Linked DNA regions of Urocitellus parryii: region 2 is linked to region 1. Evidence: chromatin contacts called from public Hi-C data. All regions are on one chromosome and are shown on one strand. The core of a region is the stretch at or near the end of the contact, and the rest is flanking DNA. Distances in the headings are between cores, read along the strand shown.

Region 1 (7,562 bases), core at 1,923-4,422:
GGGTACTAACCCTCAAGTTGAGAGGTTTGTTTCAGAGAAAAGTAATGTCCTTGGTACAATCAGTACTGCAAATAATAAAAGGCATTTTGTAAAGTGGTTTTGAACTAAACTTTGGCCCTCAGACTGCGAGTAGCTTGGTTCTTTTTTAGTTGCAGGTCTTCTATGCTACCCAGAACTTGCCATTACAGGGTGGTCATGACAATGTGCCATGCTTTCTCAAATATATGTGCCCCCCACCAAACACTTGTGGGCATGCATGCATGATCATGGAGGGCACTGGGGACAGGCCTCCATTCTTCCCCATGACATGAGTGATTCTCTCATGAGCACAGGCAGCCAAACAGGTTTGACAAGGCTCTGGTCATTCTAACACCACCCTGGCATAGCTGACTTGTCCCTGGAAAAAACTAATCTCTCACAGCTTAAAGATTCCAGCGTTAGGCAGTCTTACTCTAAAGGCTATCCTGCCCTAAAAGTCCTTTTGGAAAGATGGGGGCTTTGGTTCATCTCCCCTGCAGTATTTGGCTCAGCACTTTCATTTATTCATTTGTCCACTGTTCCCTGCATTCACATGGCCTCTTGGTTCTTACCCTGAAAGAACATTTCACTCATTCATTTGTACTTTGGTGGAAAGGACAATTTGAACTAGTTAATTCATACAAGGCCTGAAAACCCAACTAGAGGTCTGCAGATCTTTAACTGGGGCTCCCTGGGACAGTTTCATACTCAGAAAGATCAGGTTAAGAAGCACAGGCTAGGTGATTCTTAGGGACATGTATGTTCTTGTTAACTCTAATCTTCCATTTATTCATCTGTAAATGATTAGGAAGTGACTAGGATTAGACAGTTGTTCAAGGGAAACATCCAGCACAGTGCACAATTTTACTGGTTCACAGTAAATTGATGTTAGTTTCTGAATCCTGAGGTTGCTACTGGTCTCTACTTCCAATTCCTGACATCCACCCTCAGGAAGAGCCACCAGTTTTGCTGGGCAGGACAGCACCAATCTTGTGGGGTGGCAGAAAGGGAGCCCACACCTCTTCCTACTGCCTTCACCCCCTGGAGCTGGTGGAGAATGAGACCCAGGAAGATATTCCTTCCATTCCTGTCTTCCAGGTGTGATTTCCTAAAAGGGTCAGTAATGCTGGATCACGGGAATGAACTCCAGCTGTGCTGAGGTCAAGATGCTAACATCTGGGGGACTCCAGGTGTGGAGAGGGTAGCCCCATGAAACCAGCGAGGTCATGCAGGTTAGCTTGGTGGATGAGCACTGCCTGCCAGGGGGCCTGTGTGTTGTGGTTGAGACAGGGCTGTACCAGGCATTCTGGCAGAGTCACCAGCCAGAAGTCTTAGCCATGAACTCATCCTCCACAGCCCTTGCCACCCACCAGAGCTTTACAGCTAACCTCTCCTCCCAAGAGCAGTAATGCCTCACCCCTGGATCCTGGCAGTGGCACCCTAACAGCTCTGGGCCACTGGTTAAGCATTCACTGAAACCTGAGTTTGGCTCTTTGAATTACCAGTTACTAGCCATGTGTACCGGGGGCTACAATTTTGGTTCCAGTTTCGCTTTATATAGCGTTTTTGCCTATTATCATTACCCAAGATTTGTGTATGATTGTATGAATGGAGTGACTCTACATCATGTACAACCAGAGAAATGAAAAGCTGTGCTCCATTTGTGTACAATAAATCCAAATGCACTCTTCTGTCATGTATAACTAATTAGAACAAACAGCAATTTTAAAAATGGGGATAATACCACTCTACAGGGCTGCTGGTTGGAGCTCTGTGTACACATACAGATGAGCCCACAGCATGAACTTAACTTTGGTCCTGACCCAAACTGTTCCAAAGAGATGTGTGGTTAGGGAATGAAATAATGTGAAGGGACAAACATCACCCTCTTTAGTGGACTGACACAGCCAAACTTAACTGCTTGCCTTTGGTTTACAAATACCTGACCCTCAGGTCCTGGTGAAAGCTTGAGTGTCAAAACAGGAAGAGAGGGGTGTGAGGCATCAGAGTCGTGTTTATCTTTGACCCCCAAATTACATGTGCAGGCTGGCCATGTATATTTTGACCTGTAGGATGGAGGTAGGGGAGGAACTCTAAATTACCAGCCAAGAGTGCTTAAATGTGCAACGGAAACACAGACCACATCACGGAGGAGTAGAGGCAGATCTTGCTTGGTGAGCAAGCTCATCTCTAGAACAAACTGACAGGGCACTTGTGCTGGTGAGTCATTTGTCTTTTTCTTTATAGTGAGAAGGGGGTTAACCTTAGGCAGGTTGGGGTTCTCAGACTACTGCCTGCAGCAGGGCACAGAGCAAAATGGCCAGGCTACGGGGTTCATCTGTGCTTGGTTCTCATTCCACTGATGCCGTTTGCTGCTTTGAGGATTAAATTAGAGAAATGTGAAACTACTGACTCTTGGTTCTGGGCACACAGTAGGTGCCCATAAGCTGAGAGGACTGCTCGGACTGGTGTAAACAGACACCAGGGAGGTAAAGAGAGTCTTGTTACTGTCCATATTTGTTCACTGAATAATCTGTCTTCCTTTCATTTCTTTTGCATTTTATAAAACAAGCTATTATTCCAGATTACTGTTTGTTTTCTTTTTTCAGTATAAAACAATATGCCACTGTAGAAACTTTGGCTACTATAGAAAAATATAAAGGATGAGAGGAACTAAGTTATTCACAATTTTACCAGCTGGAGGGAAACTGATGATAAAATGTGGTTATTTTTCAATTTAAAAAAATAAAAATCACAATTATAAAGTTTATCACCTATCATAGATTATCAATCAAGGGTCCACAAAATATGGGGCTCACGAACTTCTAGAATTGCAGGTGTGTGTATATATTATTTCTGAGAAAAGATCTATAGCTTCCCTGCAATTTTAAAGGGGTTTATGAATAAAAAAGGCGAAGAATCAGAATAAAATTATTTTTTGCCACCTATTTGTTGTAACAGTTATAGCTAATAATTTTTTTCATTTTAACTAATAAATTTTTCATATTAACAAATAACTTTTTCATATTTACTTTGTGTTTACACTGTTCCAATCATGTAAATGCATTTTTTCCCCAAACAATTGAAGGTACTTTTAAAACATTTTGGTCATATCCTATGTCTGAATTGTAATGATCATTTATTTATTACCAGTCTTTTTACATTATTACCAAGATACTTTAATTTTCAGAAATCAACATAAGATTTTGATTACAGAAGATAAAGAAATGGATGCTTGTGATTTTTCCTCTAGGGGCAGTGATTTTTAATATTCTATCTGCACAGAGCTGTCCAGTCCCCATCTGCCAGCATTATACTTAAGTTTACCAATTATTCCACAGATATTTGTACAGGTCCTTTGGGTAAATGTGTAGTGCCAGTGTAAAGATCCAGCAAAAGCTGGAAGAGGATAAAAGAAGACAAGAATAAATTATGTAATAAGGAGTTGGACCATACCCTCAAGATAAGGAGAGCTGTCTGTTTCTTACTTTAAATGAATAAAAAAAAAGTTATTGTCCCCAATGAAGTAATAACACATACAGATCACCATCTGACCTACTTAAGTTAGTACTCGAGAAAGCTTTTTGGCAGGATACCTACTGGTTCACCTATCATCCTTAGAGATCTGACCTTCTGTGGTCTAAGTATGGGGACTATTTACTGAGCAATGCTGTCCTTTGAAGTGGGGAAAAGGCACTTCTGGCCCCAGGAAAGATAGAGTCCACAGGAGCACCAGGGTGCGCTGCTTCCAATCGGACTCAATTGTTTGTAGGAAAAGAAGTATCTCCACTGGATTAAAGAGGGGAGATGGCCTCACCTTTATATGCTGTCATCTGGCCTCTCGGGTTTTTGAATGTGCTGAACCCTGCAAGGGGCTCTGTCTAAATACCTGCTCTTCTTAAGACATCTTCTGGAGGAGCTGGAGGGTTATGAACCTGGGTCACTGGAATGAGCTGGCAAGGGCTAAAGGGCTAAAGTGGCTAGGCTGGCCTGGCATTCTTTAGCCCAACCACAGGTTACATCACTCATGTCCTTAGCAGGGCCACAGGGCAAACAAGGGTCAGATGGAAGTGAGTGCGTTGTCCGCAAGGAGCCCCAAGCAAGAAAGTCTCACTGCTAGGGTCACCCAGCTGGCGCCCATTTCAATTGGGTCTTCCATTTGTGAAAGAAGACCCAAAATACTAATCCTAGACACTAAGGCATGGCCCTTCCCGGGGAAATCCGCCTTTAAAGAGATTCCTAAAGATTAAAAAGTCTTCAGGAAAGGTCTCTGATGGTGGCTGTCATGAACTGTGACAGATGCTATGGGGAAAATCTGGATGGAGAGTGAGGACAGCCACCCAACTCTCTGGTCATGAAGCCAGCTCAGCCAAGGTACTGGGCAATGTGAGCTTTTCCAGTGCCTTCCTTTTCCACCTGTCACCCTTTTAAGGAGATGTAAGCAGGAAGGACTTCCCACCCTGACAGAAGTCCTTGTCATCCCCAAACATCTCTGGTCACCAGAAGTTTCCTGACAGGAGAACCTCACTTACTTGAGCTTCAGAAATTTCGCAAATGGGGCAGAGGATGGGCAGACAGCTGCTGTGAGGCCTGGGTGGATGAGGACAGGCCCCCTCGTGTGGAGCAAAGGGGACTGTACCTACTGGAATGCATGGTGGATTTTGTTTTTGAAACCACTGAGGGAAGGGTTTTATGGGATGTGTGTGGGGACTAGCTGGGTGAGATCCTGAGAATTCTAGGGTTAACAAAGTGTTCCTCATCTGGTCTGAACAGCTTCCCCTAGGAACTGGTCACCTGCAGTATGCTTGACTTTGCTGTTACCAGGCAGAACACTAGGGGGTGATGCCTACTTGTACCTACAGGGGGCAGTGGTAAGACAGGAGTGCCACTCTCAGTTCCAAATATAATTCCTGGGTTTTCACTCACAGGAGAACCTCAGAGCAGATGCCATGGAGGAGTACGATTACTCAGATCCCATGCTCTTCAACACCTCCAGCGACAGTAACAAGGTGCACGAGGGCTTCCTGCAGTTCAGAAAGATCTTCCTGCCCTGTGTGTATGCGGCAGTGTTCATCTCTGGCCTGGTGGGGAACTCCCTGGTGCTGGTCGTGTACATTTTCTACCAGAAGCTGAAGAGCCTGACAGATGTATTCTTGGTGAACCTGCCCCTGGCTGACCTAGTGTTTGTCTGCACTCTGCCCTTCTGGGCCTACGCAGGCTTCCATGAGTGGGTCTTCGGCCAGGTCATGTGCAAGATCCTCCGGGGCATATACACGATTAACTTCTACACGTCCATGCTCACCCTCACCTGCATCACCGTGGATCGCTTCATCGCTGTGGTTCAGGCCACCAAGGCCTACAACCAGCAGGCCAAGCGGATGATCTGTGGCAAGGTCATCTGCTTGATTATCTGGGTAGTCTCCCTGCTGGTGTCCTTGCCACAGATCATCTATAGCAATGTCCTACATCTCGACAAGGTCATCTGCGGCTACCATGATGAGGAGATTTCCACCATGGTTCTTGCCTCCCAGATGTCTCTGGGGTTCTTCCTGCCACTGCTTGCCATGATCATTTGCTACTCCGTCATCATCAAGACTCTGCTTCATGCTCGAGGTTTCCGGAAGCACAAATCTCTAAAGATCATCTTCCTCGTGGTGGCCGTGTTCCTGCTCACCCAGACACCCTTCAATCTTGTCAAGCTCATTCGCAGTACGAGCTGGGAGTACTATACCATGACCAGCTTTGACTATGCCATCCTGGTGACAGAGGCCATTGCATACCTACGGGCCTGCCTTAACCCTGTGCTCTATGCCTTCGTTGGCCTCAAGTTTCGGAAGAACTTCCGGAAACTTGTGAAGGATATTGGCTGTCTCCCTTGCCTGAGAGTCTCAAGTCAGTGGAAGTCTTCTGAGGACAGTTCCAAGAGTTGTTCTACCTCTCACAATGTAGAGGCCATCAGCATGTTCTAGTTGTTGGCTTTGCTAGACCTGGAGAAACTGCTCTGGAATTGGCAGGAGCGTGGCTATGTCCTCTGGAACTGATGAGGGAGGCTTTGTTTATAGCATCTGCATTCTCACGGAGAAGACATCAGACATGGTGGCTGGCATGCAATGCTTTGTAGACATGGACATACCCTGCTCTCTTCTTAAGACCCAGGCCTGATGCTCAAAGTGTGTATGTGTGTGTGTGTGGGGGGGGCTACAATTTTTAAGGACTTCTTCATCCCCAAGAACACTGAAGCCAAGGGGATGAGGATCTTAGGATCTCAGGTTTGTCATTACTGTGACTGGGGCTGAAGGCTGAAGAGGGAGCACAGACAACAAAGCTGTTGGTGGCAGGTGATGTGCTGTCTCCCAAGTATAGAAGACTCTTCTGACCACTGGGCAAGGAGTGGAGATGGGAGTGGCCTTGAAGACAAGTGTGGTCTATGTGGCTCAGACCTCAATCACCAGGCACCGAACAGGAATGAGGACAATGTCTGCCACACCTTGGGTTTTGACTTTTGCATAGGTGATGCTAAGGTTCTCTCTGACTAATCCTGGGAGGACCAGCTCTGGAGACTGTATGTGGACCCAAACAAATTAGAGTTGGCTGAAAATTCCACTGGTCCATGAACATGCTAGAAGAAGGTGCAAAACAGCTTAAGACTAGAACAAATTTAAGCATCATTTTTGGAGTGGATCCTTCAGTGGCTCCACTCATTTAAAAAAGGGAATTTATCAAAGACCTGCCGCATGCACATATACAAATGTGCACGCACACACCCACACACATCAGACGGCGTATCAGTTTCATGACCAAGAAATAAAAATCTTAGTCTTCAAACTACTTTTACCTTTAGGAGCATTCAACTTTAATGCTGGTGTTTGAGCACACAAAAAACAGTTACTGGGAGGGAGGAATGGAAGTTCACTGAATTGGATGGGGTCGGGGGGTGGGGGAGTGGGAAATGGAGAGGGGATGGGAATGGGAAAAACAATAGAATGAATCGGACATAACTTTCCTATGTTCATATATGAAATCACAACCGATGCAACTCCACATCATGTACAGCCACAAGAATGGGTAGTTATACTCCGTATGTATGTCAAATTATATTCTACCATCATGTATAATTAAAAGGAACAAATAAAAAAATACACAAGATGTATGAAAATATATTTTTAAAAATCCAGTTACTTTTAGGCTCAGAACACAAGAAATAAGTTAAAACTGCAAGCTTCTGGGGCAATGTCTGTGAAGGAAATGAACACATCAATGGTAATAACCCTGCTCTTTCATTGTGGTTTCTAGCCTCCTTCCCAAAATGAGGGGTACCTCTGTTCAGCTTCTATAATACAGCCACAGGATGAGAGAGTTTTAAATGTCAGACTTTACAAAAGTTCATTACATCCTGACAATCTAATAAACAGGTTAAAGGTAATTGTTGGGTGTACGCATTCCTCAAATCACTGTCCAAAATGTGGAGAATCATTTGTAACAGCTAAGTGGAGTCCCCCAGGAGGTAAGGGAGGCCAGACTAGCTCAACCATGTGGTCTGGGGG
Region 2 (7,562 bases), core at 2,663-5,162, 260 kb after region 1:
CCAAGTCTGGACATATCGAAGCACACGGACAGCTTGCTGGTGCCGACTGGGTTTGATATTTTTCATGGGGTGTGTCAGGGATGTGGCACGTGGGCTGGGAAGAGGGTTATCCTGAGAAGGGTCCAGAGGGGACAAAGACAGGAATGAAAGAGCAGCATGGTCACCTCCCAACCTCCCACCATGACAGGCGTCTGAGACAGAAGGTGGCGAGGTCATCCAGGACCCAAGCCTCATTGCTAAGGCAAGCAGGTGACCCAGGGTGACACTGAGGAGAGAGAGCTGCTCCTCTTTCTGTGAAGACAGTGGGGATTCTCTGGCTGTCTTGGCAAAGGTGGCTTTGGGGGCACTAGGAGTTTCCTCCTGGACAGGACGTCAGAGCACTGAGGGCGGCTGCAGGACAGCATCGTTCATATTAGTGGACAACACCAAGAGCCTGGTGGTGTATTAACAGGGCATCGTTAAACACAGTCAACGGGGTGACGTGGAAAGATAAGAAACCATTCAGGAGAGGACGGATCTGGGATCCTGTCGAGTCGGAGTTAAGCCATAGGTGGATTTCATCTGTATGAAGCCACAGAGAGACTTACTTCCAGGCCAGGCCAAGGGTGCCTTTCTGGGTGGTAGGGAAGTCTAGTCCTCAAGGTGGTGGTGCCAGGAGTGTGTGCAAATTCAAACTCGCCAAGCTGTACCACCCAAACCAGCGCCCTAGGCTGTCTGTGAGACCTCAAGAAAAATAGAAAGTAAAGAACTATGATTTTAATAAAGATGCCTGTATTGTCATCTGGAGCGAAATAAAAAACCAAAAAGCCTCAGCGCATAGAGTGGTACACGTGTGAGAACAATCGAAAGGCGTGCGTGAGAAAAGGCAGGAATTGAAACACATCAGTAAAAGGGATTGCTTTGAGACTGTGAGAATATGCCTGATTTTTCCCTACTTTCTGTTTTTTCCCAATTTCGTGTGCCATGAGCATATGTTGGTTTTATAATTAGATCTTTGTTTTTCAAAATAAAAGACCATCTGCTATCTTTACAGTCCATCTCACCATCAAGCCAATCCTGACCTGGAGTCAACTCAAGCCCCAAGCATTTTCCAAAGAGCTGCCATAAAGCAAGATTTTAAGTCACTGTACTTCTGTCATTGACCCTTCCAACTCAAGAAGAAGCAATGTTCTCCCCCATCTGTTGATGATGCTTTGAGCATATGGCCCAGAGGTGGTGTGCGCAAGGAGAAAAGCAACCTCTGGAACATCAGTGCAAGAGATGGAGCTGCTGTTTGAAAACTAGCCCCAAAGCAGAGGTGGTGTGAGACACTTTCCAACGTGGGCATCAAGTCTAGAGTAGGAAACTGATCAAAGGATTATTTCTCATGGGATCCCAACACCATACATCGGAGACTGAGAGCCATGCAAACCGAGAAGAGAGAACAGAGAAGCAGAGACGAGAAACCAAGTCACAGAGTGATCAAGGGCTAGCTCGTTATTGTTACCTCCAGAACAGAGTTTCATTTATTAATTACTAAAGAATTTCTCATGGGTCCTCACTTAGTTGCGCATCCTTGGAAGGGACCCCCACCCCAGAGGTAACTGGAATAGCTCTTTGGACCAGACACTGCAAGGAGGGTGAACACCCTGCTGAGTTGTGCTTCCTTGTTTCAGCCCATGAATCCTCACCCCGTTTCCCAAACTGCGTGGAGTTCTGTACTATTTAAGTACAAGCTGACCCTGGGTCTAGAACATCACCGGGAGGGATGAGGAAATGGAAACTCACAGAGGGGAAGTAACAAGTCAAAGTCATCCCCCAGGCACTGAGCAACCCTGAACTTCCTCCATGACTTCACAGTGCCCTCTGGGGGTGAGCAGGCCCTCACATCCTCAGCCATCCTGATGACAGTCACCAGGGACACGGGTCTACACAGCGACAATAAGAACCAACAACAGTCACAAACAGAAACATAACATTTGGCCAAGAGTTTTGCCCAAGAGCCAGACCCGTGAACACACAGGCCATCCTTCCAAGAGCCCAAACCAGAGCTATGTTACTTATGTGGTATAAATTTGTATGTCCGTTTATTGATATCCTGGGTTGCCAGCGCTTTCTGAAGCACCCTTTGTATGTCTCTGTTTGAACAGTCCACTGAGGGCAGGGGGTCTGAAGAGGATGGACATCCCTGTAACATTTGATCTTGACCACAGACATAGAGAATAGGTTTATGGTTTGTTTGTTGTTTGTTTTTAACCCTATTTTACAGATAAGAAAACAAGGTACAGCAAGAATCAGTAGCTTTGTCTAGAGTTAAGTAATAAATAATGAAGCCAGGGTTGGACTCCCTGCAGCATAGCCACAGTCTTTCACTGTTGCCTTTTGAATCGCATGCATGGGATGAACTTGAACGAGTGCCCCCTAATTCATTGTCCTCCTGCTGGGTACTGAGTCCTGAGCACTGTCGTCATAGTCATACACCCCCTGCAGGGTGGTTCTCGAGGGCTGAGCTGTTTCTGTACTTTTCTGACTTTTTCTGAGTAGTCATTTTTTTCTATTCTCCAAGAACCGACTGCCTTTCAGTTTCTAGTTTGCTGATACTAATCTGCTCCAGGCACAGTCTCCAGGAAACTCATTTTATTAGGGAAAAACAAATGTTCTCAAAATTTACTTATAAAATAAACTCCAAGAATGGATCCCTGAAGGAGTATCTAAGAACTCGGTGTTCATCGTGAGTTTGGTATATGGTAAATGCGTGCTGTGGGTGCCTCATATAATCTTTCCAACAAACCCACTGAAGGGCTCCTCTTATTCAGCCCACTACACAGAGGAGAACGCTGAGAGTAGAGTCGGGCTTCAAGCTTGACCGTCGGACCCCAGGGGCCACTTGCTCAGTCTGGGTACTAGGCTACCTCCACAGGTTTGGGAGCTTATGATTTTGCTTTTTGGAGTCTCCTTGGCCTTCTTGTGGATCATGAGCCATAGCTTCTTATTTCATCTCTGAAGTAATGGAAGCCCAGGAGTGCTCTTGAGTCTCACCAAGAGATCTTGACAGGACTGTACCCAGTGTCAGCATAGAATCCTGGACATGACCACATTCATTTCTCTCCAAATAAATTACGTCCTTGTGTGAGGAACTCAGCCACCTGTCAATCTGCCTGGGTGCGGGCAATCATAACTGCTCCCTGGATTGGAGGGTCATGCACAGGAATGCATGAGGATATGCGCCATGGGATACTCAGAGAAAGATGGGAAAGGTGTCTTGTTCCCAGGTGAACCTATGGTTAAGACCCTCTAGACAACCAGCTATTTTAGTTTACAAAGAAAAACAGGGTGGTGAGCCCATGTGAGTGAGCTATGGTGGGACAGAGGATGGAACGAGAGTGGGCAAAAGGGGGCACATGTAAAAAAGTAGGGTTCCCCTTTGAAAAATATATATATAAAGTTGGCTTTAATCGGGAGCAACTATTAAAAGAGTCCGGCTTTCTCATCCATTCAGCCTTACCACAGCAAGGCCCTGTGGTCTTCTGTAAATCATTTGCTTCTTGAACACCAATTTCTTTTATTCAAACCATGGGCTTTTGATTAGATGGCTATGTCTACCTCTAGCTCTAATATCCCTAATTCTTTCTGGTTCCTAACAGACTCTGGGTAGTGGGATGAGCAGAGAACAAAAGTGAAATAAATCATGGAATGGGAGAAGCTGGCAAATAAATAAAGCCAGAGCTCTTTTCTGTAGTCTATTTTAAATGAAACTTAAAAGGAAAAAAAAAAAGAAGAAGAAGAACAAGAAGAACTGTTCTCTGCTTCTTTTCCCCTGCAATACACTTATTCATTAATCTCCGCCCCCCTTTAAGAGAAACTGTGCATTTCCTACTTCTAAACTGGCTGTATACTCAATTTGCACAGCTCAGTTAGCCAGAGGAGCTGAGACATCCGTTTCCCCCTACAAGAAACTCTGGTAAGTCATCTCTCAGCCTCTTGGTCTCTTAGCTCAGCTTCTGTGATGAGTAAAACCTTGACAGGAAACGCAGAGAAGACATCTGGCAGCACCAGGTGCCCAGAGAACTATCTTAAAATATGATCTTTAATAGAAGGAAAGAATTGGGATGTAGGACAAGGGCCAGAGGAAGATAGCATCAAAGATACAAAAACACTATTATGAATGAAAGACTGAAGAGGGAGTAATATTACTTTTAAAACAAGTAAATCCTCACCTCTGAAAAAGAAAGACTTCCCAAGACAGGAATCTGTTGAAATCTCAGCAGGGACTCTCCTGAGTTAAGGAGAACTGAAACTACTCCTGTGGGTGCCATTGAGCATGTGCCCCCCCCCCGCCCCGAAGCTAAATCCCGTACTACCCCACCCCACCTCCCCCAAAAAGGGAAGCCTCAAAATTTTTCCAATTTAATATCAAATTACAAATATCAAATAAAGTTTCCTTCGAGTGGGTCAGTTCCATTTAGGAGACGATTCCTTTTCCGGCTCAGAGTTAAAGTGAGATTTCTCTGGGTGTTTCTTTAAGCCACCTCATGTGGGGTCCAGGGAGTCCCTGAGGAACCAGGATTAATTAGAGAGGATTTTCAGCTCAAGGGGTGGAATTATTTGAACACACTGGCCAAGCCAGCTGGTTGTAAAGCCAAACTGCCTCGAACCGAGGACATCCACCTTTGGAAGTAGATGAAGTGTTTTCTTTCGGGTCATTTCTTTGTGTTGGTATGACAGCTCTTAGATGTGACAACTCAGAAACTAACCAACACAAACTCCAGAGAAAACTGTTAGGATGGCAGCTTGGTTTGATGACTGGTGTTGGCTTCTGTCACCTTCTTGGGAACTTGGGCATCAACCCATTCTACTCTGACAATGGGTCACCAGTGGAGGGTCCGGTTCTTTAATTCTTTTGCCAAGAAGGTAGGTAGCATGGTGGTTGGGTGACATAGTGGTTGTAGTGCAGTTCCTTCCTTGCTGTGTGGCTTTGGGCAAGTTACTCATTCTTCCTGTGCTTCGGGGGGTCCTGTCTGCAAAATGCAAACAATATTACCTGCCTCATAATGTCACCCAGAGGATTAAATTAACAAATGGGTATGAAGCTCAGCATGGTGATTGGCCTCAAGTATATACCTGGGGACCTGGTGATCCTTACTGGCTCACTGGTGGTGTGTGTTTTTCGTGAGTTAAATAACTCTGGGGAGCAGTCAGTTCCATATAGATTATAAAACAGTGAGTTAAAACTGTGCCTGATTCCGTTTCTCAAAATTGCTATCCTCGCTACATTCACCACACATTGCCATAGAAAGCAAACTTTTCCTTGATGAGATGGTGCTTGTGTGAATTTCAGCTCCATCTGGTGAGTAGGGAGGATAGCAGCAAAACTTACCTTCCCAGAAAAGTGGATTGTTTGGAAACAAGAAGGAAGTTCCTTCCGTTCAATGTAGAAATCTATGCATCCAAGGAAAAGACCTGTTCAAGTATAAGAGAGTGTGCACTCAGAACAGACCACTAACTACACTCAGCTTCATGAAGTATCACTTTCTGTCTATCCACAGGATCAAACAAGATGGATTATCAAGTGTCAAGTCCCAGCTCTTACATCGATTACGAGACGTCAGAACCCTGCGTTAAAATTGACGTGAGGCAAATTGCAGCCAGGCTCCTGCCCCCGCTCTACTCTCTGGTGTTCATCTTTGGTGTCGTGGGAAACCTGCTGGTAGTTCTCATCCTGATCAACTGCAAAAGGCTGAAGAGCATGACTGACATCTACTTGCTCAACTTGGCCATCTCCGACCTGCTTTTCCTTCTTACCCTCCCGTTCTGGGCTCACTATGCCGCCGCCCAGTGGGACTTTGGAAATGCAATGTGTCAGATTTTGACAGCGGTCTATTACATAGGCTTCTTCTCTGGAATCTTCTTCATCATCCTTCTGACCATAGACAGATACCTGGCCATCGTCCACGCTGTGTTTGCTCTCAAGGCCAGGACAGTCACCTTCGGGTTGGTGACAAGTGGGATCACCTGGGTAGCGGCCGTGCTGGCCTCTCTCCCAGGAGTGATCTTTACCAAATCTCAAAAAGAAGCTTCCCGTCATACCTGCAGCCTTCATTTTCCAGCCAGTCAATATCATTTCTGGAAGAAATTCCAGACATTAAAGATGGTCACCTTAGGCCTGGTGCTGCCCCTGCTCATCATGGTCATCTGCTACTCGGGGATCCTGAGAACCCTGCTTCGATGTCGGAGCGAGAAGAGACACAAGGCTGTGAGGCTCATCTTCACCATCATGATCGTCTACTTTCTTTTCTGGGCTCCCTACAACATCGTCCTCCTCCTGACCACCTTCCAGGAATTCTTTGGCCTGAATAACTGCGATAGTTCTAACAGACTGGACCAAGCCATGCAGGTGACAGAGACTCTCGGGATGACGCACTGTTGCATCAACCCTGTCATCTACGCCTTCGTCGGGGAGAAGTTCAGAAGGTATCTCTCGGTGTTCTTTCAGAAACACATCGCCAAGCACTTTTGCAAACTCTGTCCCAACTTCCAAAAGGAAGTCCCTGAGCGCGTAAGCTCAGTTTATACCCGATCTACTGGGGAGCAGGATATCTCAGTTGGCTTATGAGCTGGACTCAAGCTGGCCTACGACCTGGACTGCATTGTGTCTGTGACTTAGTTTTCATACACAGCCTGGGGGGGGGGGTGGGAGTGATTCTTTTAAAAAAAGAAGTTACTGTCTCAGAGAGTCCAAGATTCGCCCCCTATTTGACATCTCTTTTAAGTATATTGGATCTTTTAAGCCCATCAGCTTTCTAAGCTGAATCCAAATATGTTGATGAAATAGCAACCTTCTCATCTCCCTACCACTTTTATTAGGTTATTGGCAAACTCTTCTTTCACTGAAAAAGTTGCCTATATAAAAGCAGTCCTCAGAGAACTGCTGATTCTTCAGTGTATCTGAAAAAAAAAAATCAAGAAGCGTTTTGTTCAGGTTCCTAGCTTGTGCAAGGCAACATACAGATTGTAAATGTGTTGAAAATAGATCTTTGGTGATGAGAAGGAAAGATAAAGATGTGATCAGTTAAGAAATGGTATCTTCCTTGTGTGATTTCTCTAGAAAGTTTCATAGACTTTCAGAAACAGTTAAGCACCCCGTGGTCTAGAACAGCTGAGAATGCTTCTTTTTTTTTTTTGGGGGGGGGGGTTAGGGGAGGGATACTGGGGATTGCACCCAGGGGCACTCGACCACTGAGCCACATCGCCAGCTCTATTTTTGTATCTCATTTAGAGACAGGGTCTCACTGAGTTGCTTAGCACCTCACTTTTGCTGAGGCTGGCTTTGAACTTGCCATCCTCCTGCTTCAGCCTTCTGCGCCACTGGGATGAAAGGCGTGCACCACCATGACTGGCATGAGAACACTTCTTCATGAGAAGGAATTTGAGTTGGATCATCAGTCGGTGGAGAGGCTGAAACCCGTGCTTCAGGCTGCAGAACTGTGTGTGCAAAGCTTGTGCTCCAGGCTGCAGGATTGTGTGTGCAAAGCTTGGCTGTACGAAGACACTGGGTTGGTTGGGAGAGACCCTGGGGAGGAAGG

The links. A called contact is a pair of places that touch in the nucleus more often than the background predicts.
Region 2: a contact with region 1 is called in a Hi-C map of muscle, with 4 times the contacts expected there. The contact joins the promoter of LOC113183580 here to the promoter of Cxcr6 in region 1. A contact is called at or near these places in 2 of 2 Hi-C or Micro-C datasets (liver and muscle).

What each region holds. Positions count from the first base shown.
Region 1 is chr3:201,249,047-201,256,608 of mUroPar1.hap1, forward strand. Cxcr6 (C-X-C motif chemokine receptor 6) reads left to right here and starts at 3,173. Exons shown (of 1, transcript XM_026390084.2): 1 at 3,173-7,562. The coding sequence starts at 4,968. The coding sequence ends at 5,987. All of the region lies in intron 14 of Fyco1 (FYVE and coiled-coil domain autophagy adaptor 1), which reads right to left.
Region 2 is chr3:201,507,727-201,515,288 of mUroPar1.hap1, forward strand. It overlaps LOC113183580 (C-C chemokine receptor type 5), which reads left to right and starts at 3,913. Exons shown (of 2, transcript XM_026389897.2): 1 at 3,913-3,940; 2 at 5,526-6,639. The coding sequence starts at 5,537. The coding sequence ends at 6,592.